Linked DNA regions of Triticum aestivum: region 2 is linked to region 1. The links are chromatin contacts, called in public Hi-C maps. All regions are on one chromosome and are shown on one strand. The core of a region is the stretch at or near the end of the contact, and the rest is flanking DNA. Distances in the headings are between cores, read along the strand shown.

Region 1 (3,269 bases), core at 754-3,253:
TGTACCATGATATTAGTTACTGCCATAAAATAGATGATGTGTCACGCACCAACATCGACATGGTCTCAAACAAATATCACTGCTTCACATGTAAATATTGTTACAACTATTAAAATAGAACTGCATTATGTACTTATTGTTCATGTTATAACTATGTTACTTTTTTTATTTTTTTATTTTAATCATACAGTTTTAATTTTCTAGTGCAAGTAGTATCTCATATGATAGTCATCAAATTTGGAAAAGTATCAGGGTTGCCTTTTAGTATAGCATCTTAGAAACGAAATCCAATGGCCAAAATTCACTGATAGCCCGAGAGGGCTGAACAGGTGCCTAGTTTTAGGGCAATTACAATGCGGGCGCTGAGTATGGGGGGCTAGGGATTAAATCTTTGCCTTTTTTTTTGGCAGTTTTAATGCTATACATGGTTCGCTTCTTGGCATCGATGTTCAGGAAAGAGTCGGGCGCTTAAAAAATGAGTACAAATATAAATTCTAGGGACCCAGGCTTGTGCATGCTGATTTTAATCGCCTACATAAGGGCTCACCGCTGGAGATGCCCTTACTGTCTCAAATTAGGAGTTGTAATTCCATTTTGGAACGAAGTAGGCACTTCATTTCCCGCAAAAAAAGTACACACTTCTTTTTTAAATTTTTTTTAGGGGAGTAGGCACTTCGTTTATTAACATCAAATGATGCTTACTGCATTCTTACTGACTTCACCTGTCCTTTCTCATACGCTGAATTCAGCTTCGCTTTAATTTGTACAATGAAAGATGCTTAAAAAAATAAACTGAGTTTTTCTGAAGCACCGGTGCCTATTTTTATAGAAGAGACGCTTAGTTAAGTGTCCATCCTGTACAAATAAGTACCGGTGCTAAAAAAAATCTGATTTATTTCTCTAAGCACCTCCTCTAAGCATTTTGCATTGTACAAGGCCTAAAATAAGATGCCAATCACAGCCTGCTGTATCGTTAGCGTTTGTCTTTACTCAGGCCCGGCGGACTTAATGGTTTCTGCCACCAAAAAGCTCGGGCAGATGAAGCGTGAGATGATCATGTTGCCTAGCCGCCAGGCGCTAACCTCAGCGCTTAGGTGGATTCTGCGTTGGCCGCTAATTCTAACCTCCTCTGTTTAGTCAAAAATAAATAAAAATATGTAGCGAGTGCCAATATGAACTTAGCTCTGTGATGGAAAGTAGTCTAGACACCGTATGTGACATTCGGCAGGTGTTGACTTCGGGCTTGATTAGTAATTAGCGGTCAGCCGTGGCAAGCTAGAGATTCTTGCAAGGCAAGGAAGCTAGCTTTCATTGTCATCCCATTGGAAACTCAGGGTGGTAGTATTTTTTTTTTTTTTGGCAGATAACACTCACGAATCAGGACGCTAGATAATGCTCAGGATTTTGTTGAACGATGTACTCTTAATTTTTTTTGGCTAACTCCTGCCTCCGAGCTCTTCTGAGCAACAGTGTTTTTCTTTTAGCTGCAAGGGTGCCTTTTCAGGTCTTGATGAACAATTCAATTTCTTTTTAGATATTATTCATGAAGAATTCATCATTGGTCCTAATTTGGTCCTCGAGCGCCCCGAAGCGGAGGGTACAATAAAAATGACAGAAATAAATATAAGAGAGTGAGTTGTGTTCCAAGTTCACAAGTCGTGCCCTTCCTCGGCTAGAAAAAAAGAAGTCATCCCTTTCTAGAACGTGGTTATTCTATCATTACTCGGTTCACAGTAAGCACAAGACCGGCAATGAGAAAAACCAGTTGCTGCCCAGAAACCGACCCCGACCAAAAGCGCGGCCATACGTGAGCTCCGTCGCCCCCGCGGCCAGGTCAGAAAAGTGCAACCAAACTAGTCCCGCCCCTGCGGCGCGACACGACCGGGACTTTCCGCGGCCGCCGTGCTTCTAGTAGACGGATCACGCGATCCACGGCGGCGCCGTGCACCAGAGTGTGGCCGGTCGGGGATGACATGTCAGCGCTCGGCGCAGCCAGCGCGGTAGTTGTCGATCACACATACATACACACGTCACGCCGTCACGGTAACACAACTCGGACACGGGCACAGTGGGAGCCGGGCTAACGTCAAACCATTGAAACACCAGCACGGCTGCGGTGGACAGTTGAACTCCATGCTGTAGAGGATTTAGGGGTGAAAAGGGGACGTGGGTTTCCGTTTGAGCGTGTACCTCTCTCCGCTTAATTGTGCGGGTGCAAGTTTTCAAAGCACTTCACCAAAATCCCTCGTTTAAGACTGCTCCAAGTATTTTAAAACAACTTCATGGGCTTATACGGTCTTAGGGCATCTCCAACGGCGACCCGCATATTTGCTCCCACGTCCGTCTATAGACATGGGGCTAGTCCATGGACACGGATGCGGGAGTCGGTCATCCAATACTATCATGTATATGTCCGTCAGTAAAGGTCAGTTTAAAAATTTAAATTTAGTCCGGTCTACATAGCGCGCCGGATCAAACCAACGCCGGATCGCATGTCGGATCATAACCAAAAAGAGACAAGTATGTTTAGTTTTTACATGTCCGAATCCAAATGAACATCAGTCCGGCAGTCTATGCAATTTTCTGCCCTACCGGACCGGCACCCAGCGATCTGCTTGTTTGCTTGCAAACTCAATCTATCTAGTTGTTTGCTTGCAAACTCAATCTATCTAGTTATTTGGCCGGGGCTGGACTTGTTTGCTTGCAAACTCAATCTATCTAGTTGTCAAAGTATTTGTGAGACATAATATCTGGATGAGCAAGCTCGTCCAAATGAGCTCAAACAAGTAACAATGGGAACAAAGTTCATACTCCCTCCGTTCCTTGATATAAGGTGTATAGATTTTTGAAAAAAAGTCCAAAATATAAGGTGTATTGCGTTTCACCACTCGTTTGAATAATTTTTTACGGGATTTGATTACATTTCCTTATAAAGGGCAAGTTCCTCTATTTTCTCATGTCAATTAGTCATGTGCAATCTCGCCCAAAACTTGTGAAATTTTCCCTCCACGTGCGTTCTTTAATTTTCGTGCCAAAAACTATACACCCTATATTTAGGAATGGAGGGTACAACTAGTTTGAGCCAACTGTGGAGGACACAGAAAAATTGTTGACAATTGGAGCAGCAGGAGGATTCCCAGGTATGTTAGGTTCAGTTGATTGCATACACTGGCAATGGAAGAACTGCCCAAAAGATTTGTGTGGGCAATACCAAAGTCACCTCAAAGAAATCATCATCATACTTGAAGCAGTGGCATCGAAGGACTTGA
Region 2 (3,564 bases), core at 188-2,687, 300 kb before region 1:
AATGTGCTCAAGAATATGAAAATGAAAATGACAACACTCCCCATTTTCCCTTTCGTTCCATTTATTTCCCCTCCGTTTTTCCTTACAAAGCAATCTAAAGCGATGCGAGAAGAGCAGGACGAATGAGTACGTACTCTAGTAGGAGAAAGAAAACACTGCAAAAATTGACACCCAAGGAAAAAGAATCTCTCCGCTGATCGATCGAGCTAAACGAATTCACGAGCTAGAGAAAAAAAAGAATTAACCTTCGTTCTTGGTCTTCACGAACCAGCTAATTAATCAACCGCGCCGTTCTTGGAGAATTACAGGGTGAGATCCAGGCTCACGTTTGCCCTGTTCTCCGCGGCTTCTCCCCCGTGGCGCGCGGCCTCATGCTGCGAAGACGACGATGCTGATGACGCCGACGACGCCGAGCCGGCTTGTCCTCTTCTTTCCCACGCCACCGCCATGTCGTCACGCCCGGCAAGAGTCAAGGGCGTTGGCCGCTCTTGCCGCGGCGCTGCTGGTGTCGCCACGCTGACGCCCGGGACCCGCCAGAGCGCCGACGCCGGCACCGGGCTGCCGTTGATCGGCTGGGACACGGAGCCGGGGCCGCTGCCGTAGTACCTGGGCACCGCCGCTGGCATGGTGGGCGCCAGGTGGTGGTGGTTGGACCACGAGGGGTAGTGCGGCGGCGGCTCGTAGCGGCCCATGTGCGGCGGCCCGGCGACGAAGCGGTGGTGGTAGCCGCTGCCGAAGGCGGGGTACGCGTGGGCGGGGTAGTGACCTTGCATGGCCATGGCGCTCTGGAACTGCGCGCGCTTCGCGTGCTGCCGCTCCCTCTTGTGCGCGTTCTGGTGTCCTCCCAGCGCCTGCGACGTCGGGAAGTTCCGGCAGCAGTAGTGGCACTCGAACTTGCGACCACCGCTGCCGCCACTTGCACCGGCCGACGCCGACGCCGACGCCGACGCCGCCGCCGCTGCCTGGCCGGGAGCAGTGGAGCTGACAGCGGCAGCATCGCCGTCGGTGACGGAGGAGGCCGCGCCGTCGGGTGGAAAGTCGAAGCCGAAGAGACGGATGGACGACGTGGGGCTCGACCCGCCGGCCTCCATCGCCGGGGGCGGCTTGGGCCGCACGAACGGGAGCTGCGAGAAGGAGTCGATGTCGACGGCGCCGTTCGCCGCATCTCCGGGAAGGCTGTTCGTGGCGTGCTGCCCATCTTGCTCGCTCATGGCCATGGGAGAGCGCGAGCTGGCCTCACTCCTCCTAGCTAGGGTAAGCAGTGTCGCCAGCCGTGTCGTGCGCTAGGGATGGAAGGGGCGCTAGGTAGCGCTGCAGCTACAGGGGATTCTTCTCTTGGTCTTCCTATACTGTTGCGCGATGGTAATATGTTGGGATCGATGGAGCTGCGGAGCTAGGGAGCTGCGTTGATGTATGGGCCATCTTGTTGGAGGGGTTAACTTCGGGTGGGGTGGAACGGGACCAGTTTTGAGGTAGGGTTGACAACGAAACTGTTTAATGTTTTTGTGTTGTTGGTCACATTGGAGATGTAATATTGGTTGAACCATGTTATGTGCATCTTATGTAATATCTCTATTTCCATGCTATGCTCGAATAAATATTTGTTGTCGTTTTCGCGGCGGATCTGTATTTATGTGCTGCACCAATCTAAAAACCAATTTGAATATGATACATCACGATGCCAAACAAAAAGAAGCGAGTGATAAATAAATAAAACTACAATTTAAGGCATAAATCATCAAAATTTAAATTCTGAATTCGTCTCTGGCCACCGCGTGATCTGACCTTATCCTCCTTCGGATAAACTAGCTTTGCTAAGATGCACCCCCATTTTCTAGTCAACTTTTCGACTGGTTCAACCAAACCAATGCCCTCTTAGGACAAGTGTGTGTTTTAACCCTCAACTATCGGGTGAGTGTACATATTATCGTCGAGAATTTTAAAAGTGGATAAATTCTACCCATCACCTTAATTTGGGTAAAATACTAACATGAACCAATCCCTAACTCACTTTAGCCTGGTCTTAGAAACATGTCACCTATATGTGTCTCACACTTCTCATTCAAAAACCAGATATAAAAAGAAGTTCCTTTTAAAGCTTCAAAATTATAAATATTTCCATCAATTAAAATACCAAAAAATACTTCATTGATATTTAAAATTTAAAATAAATTAACCCCCCCCCCCCCCCCCCCCAATTGGAACTTGTACCGATGTTTTATATTTTTGTGAAAAAAAGTAGAGAGTTATAGCTTTTGGAAGTAAAAGGTTGGGGTTTTCAGGGCTCTTTGATTTGCAGGATTCTAAATACGGAGGAATAGGAAAAGCACGGAATTGCAATGTCATGCCCATTTGGATCCTTCATTATTTTTGTTTGTTTGATTGCACTACGGGGGAAACAAATGATTCCCTTCAAGAGGTTTGAGTGAATTCTAAAATTCATATGAAATGTACACAAAAGTCCTTGGGGAAAAACACTTTGACATTGAAACCTTTGACATTGAAACTGATGTATTAACTCACTTGCATTGTTTAGCTGTATTTGTATCACCTCGTGTGCTAAAAGAATTCAATCGCCAAGTGGTACTTCAAATGGTACTCCATCATGGCGTATATTTCATTGAAAAATCACTTAATTGTGTTCTTTTAACACACAAGAATTCAATTTGTGTTTGGGGTGCAGAAATATTTCATCATGGTGCAAACCATTACAATGGACTGGGCTCTGTCCCATTTTTCTATCTATAATATTTGATACGCAGGCTGTGTGTATTCGAGACTTTTTTTTTGAAAAATCACTACTGGAAGAACCAACCGTCGGCGCCGGGCGGCTACTGAGTTGGTTGGACCCCTAGACCTTTTAGGAATAAACCCTTGATCCCAAGGCATATTTTTCCTAGTATGAGGCCATATATGTTTCATCATAATGCATTGTCTTGTGGCGACTTTGTCGTAATCCCCATGCTCCACGAGTCCAATCTTCACTGAGCATTGTGTGAGTGAGTGAATGCGTGTGTGAATGTGAGTGTGTGTGTGTGTGTGTGTGTGTGTGTGTGTGTGGTTGGGCGGGTGGGCGGGTGTGGGTGTGTGTGGATGTGGGCGCGCACGCGTATATCCGTTGTATTTGGCTTGTCCTTGGAATTTTTTTATATCGCGATGTTTCATTCCCTACTCGGAATAACCACCGTTGCCGTACTAAATGGTGAGTCCATCTAATTAGGTGAAAAAAAAGAAGAAATAAAGGATTAATGAGTGGTTGCAAGGTCTAATCTCACTTGGCAGGTTAAACTTTTTAATGCTGGTGAAAAAGAAAATTATATGAACTCTGAACATGTATCACATTCTAAAATGACATAAAGTAATTCCTATATGGTTATATACAACTTACTAGGTGATCTCCACTAACCCATTTTTTCAAATGCAAGCAATGCAACCACAACATGCAACCATGTATGAGAAAAGGCTCACTTGAACATGCAACCATGCATGAAATATATGCATCTTTACAACTATACAATAATTGAATATAAAAAGCATATGTATTTTCAGTTTCAGTTCTTATAG

Evidence for each region. Hi-C and Micro-C count contacts between places; a contact is called where the count stands out from the background.
Region 2: a Hi-C map of leaf shows a contact between it and region 1, with 4 times the contacts expected there. The contact joins the promoter of LOC123116248 here to the enhancer-like site in region 1. A contact is called at or near these places in 2 of 5 Hi-C or Micro-C datasets (both in leaf).

The regions. Positions count from the first base shown.
Region 1 is chr5B:409,530,000-409,533,268 of IWGSC CS RefSeq v2.1, reverse strand. No RefSeq gene overlaps it. Among protein-coding and RNA genes, the nearest start is that of LOC123116247, 13 kb to the right of the region's middle. Within about 2 kb of position 2,003, at least 1 of the 8 cell types and tissues checked has an H3K27ac peak or open chromatin away from gene starts, as enhancers often do. A contact at or near this core is called in leaf, where this site is marked.
Region 2 is chr5B:409,833,034-409,836,597 of IWGSC CS RefSeq v2.1, reverse strand. LOC123116248 (zinc finger protein 8) reads right to left here and starts at 1,437. Exons shown (of 1, transcript XM_044537230.1): 1 at 119-1,437. The coding sequence starts at 1,217. The coding sequence ends at 303.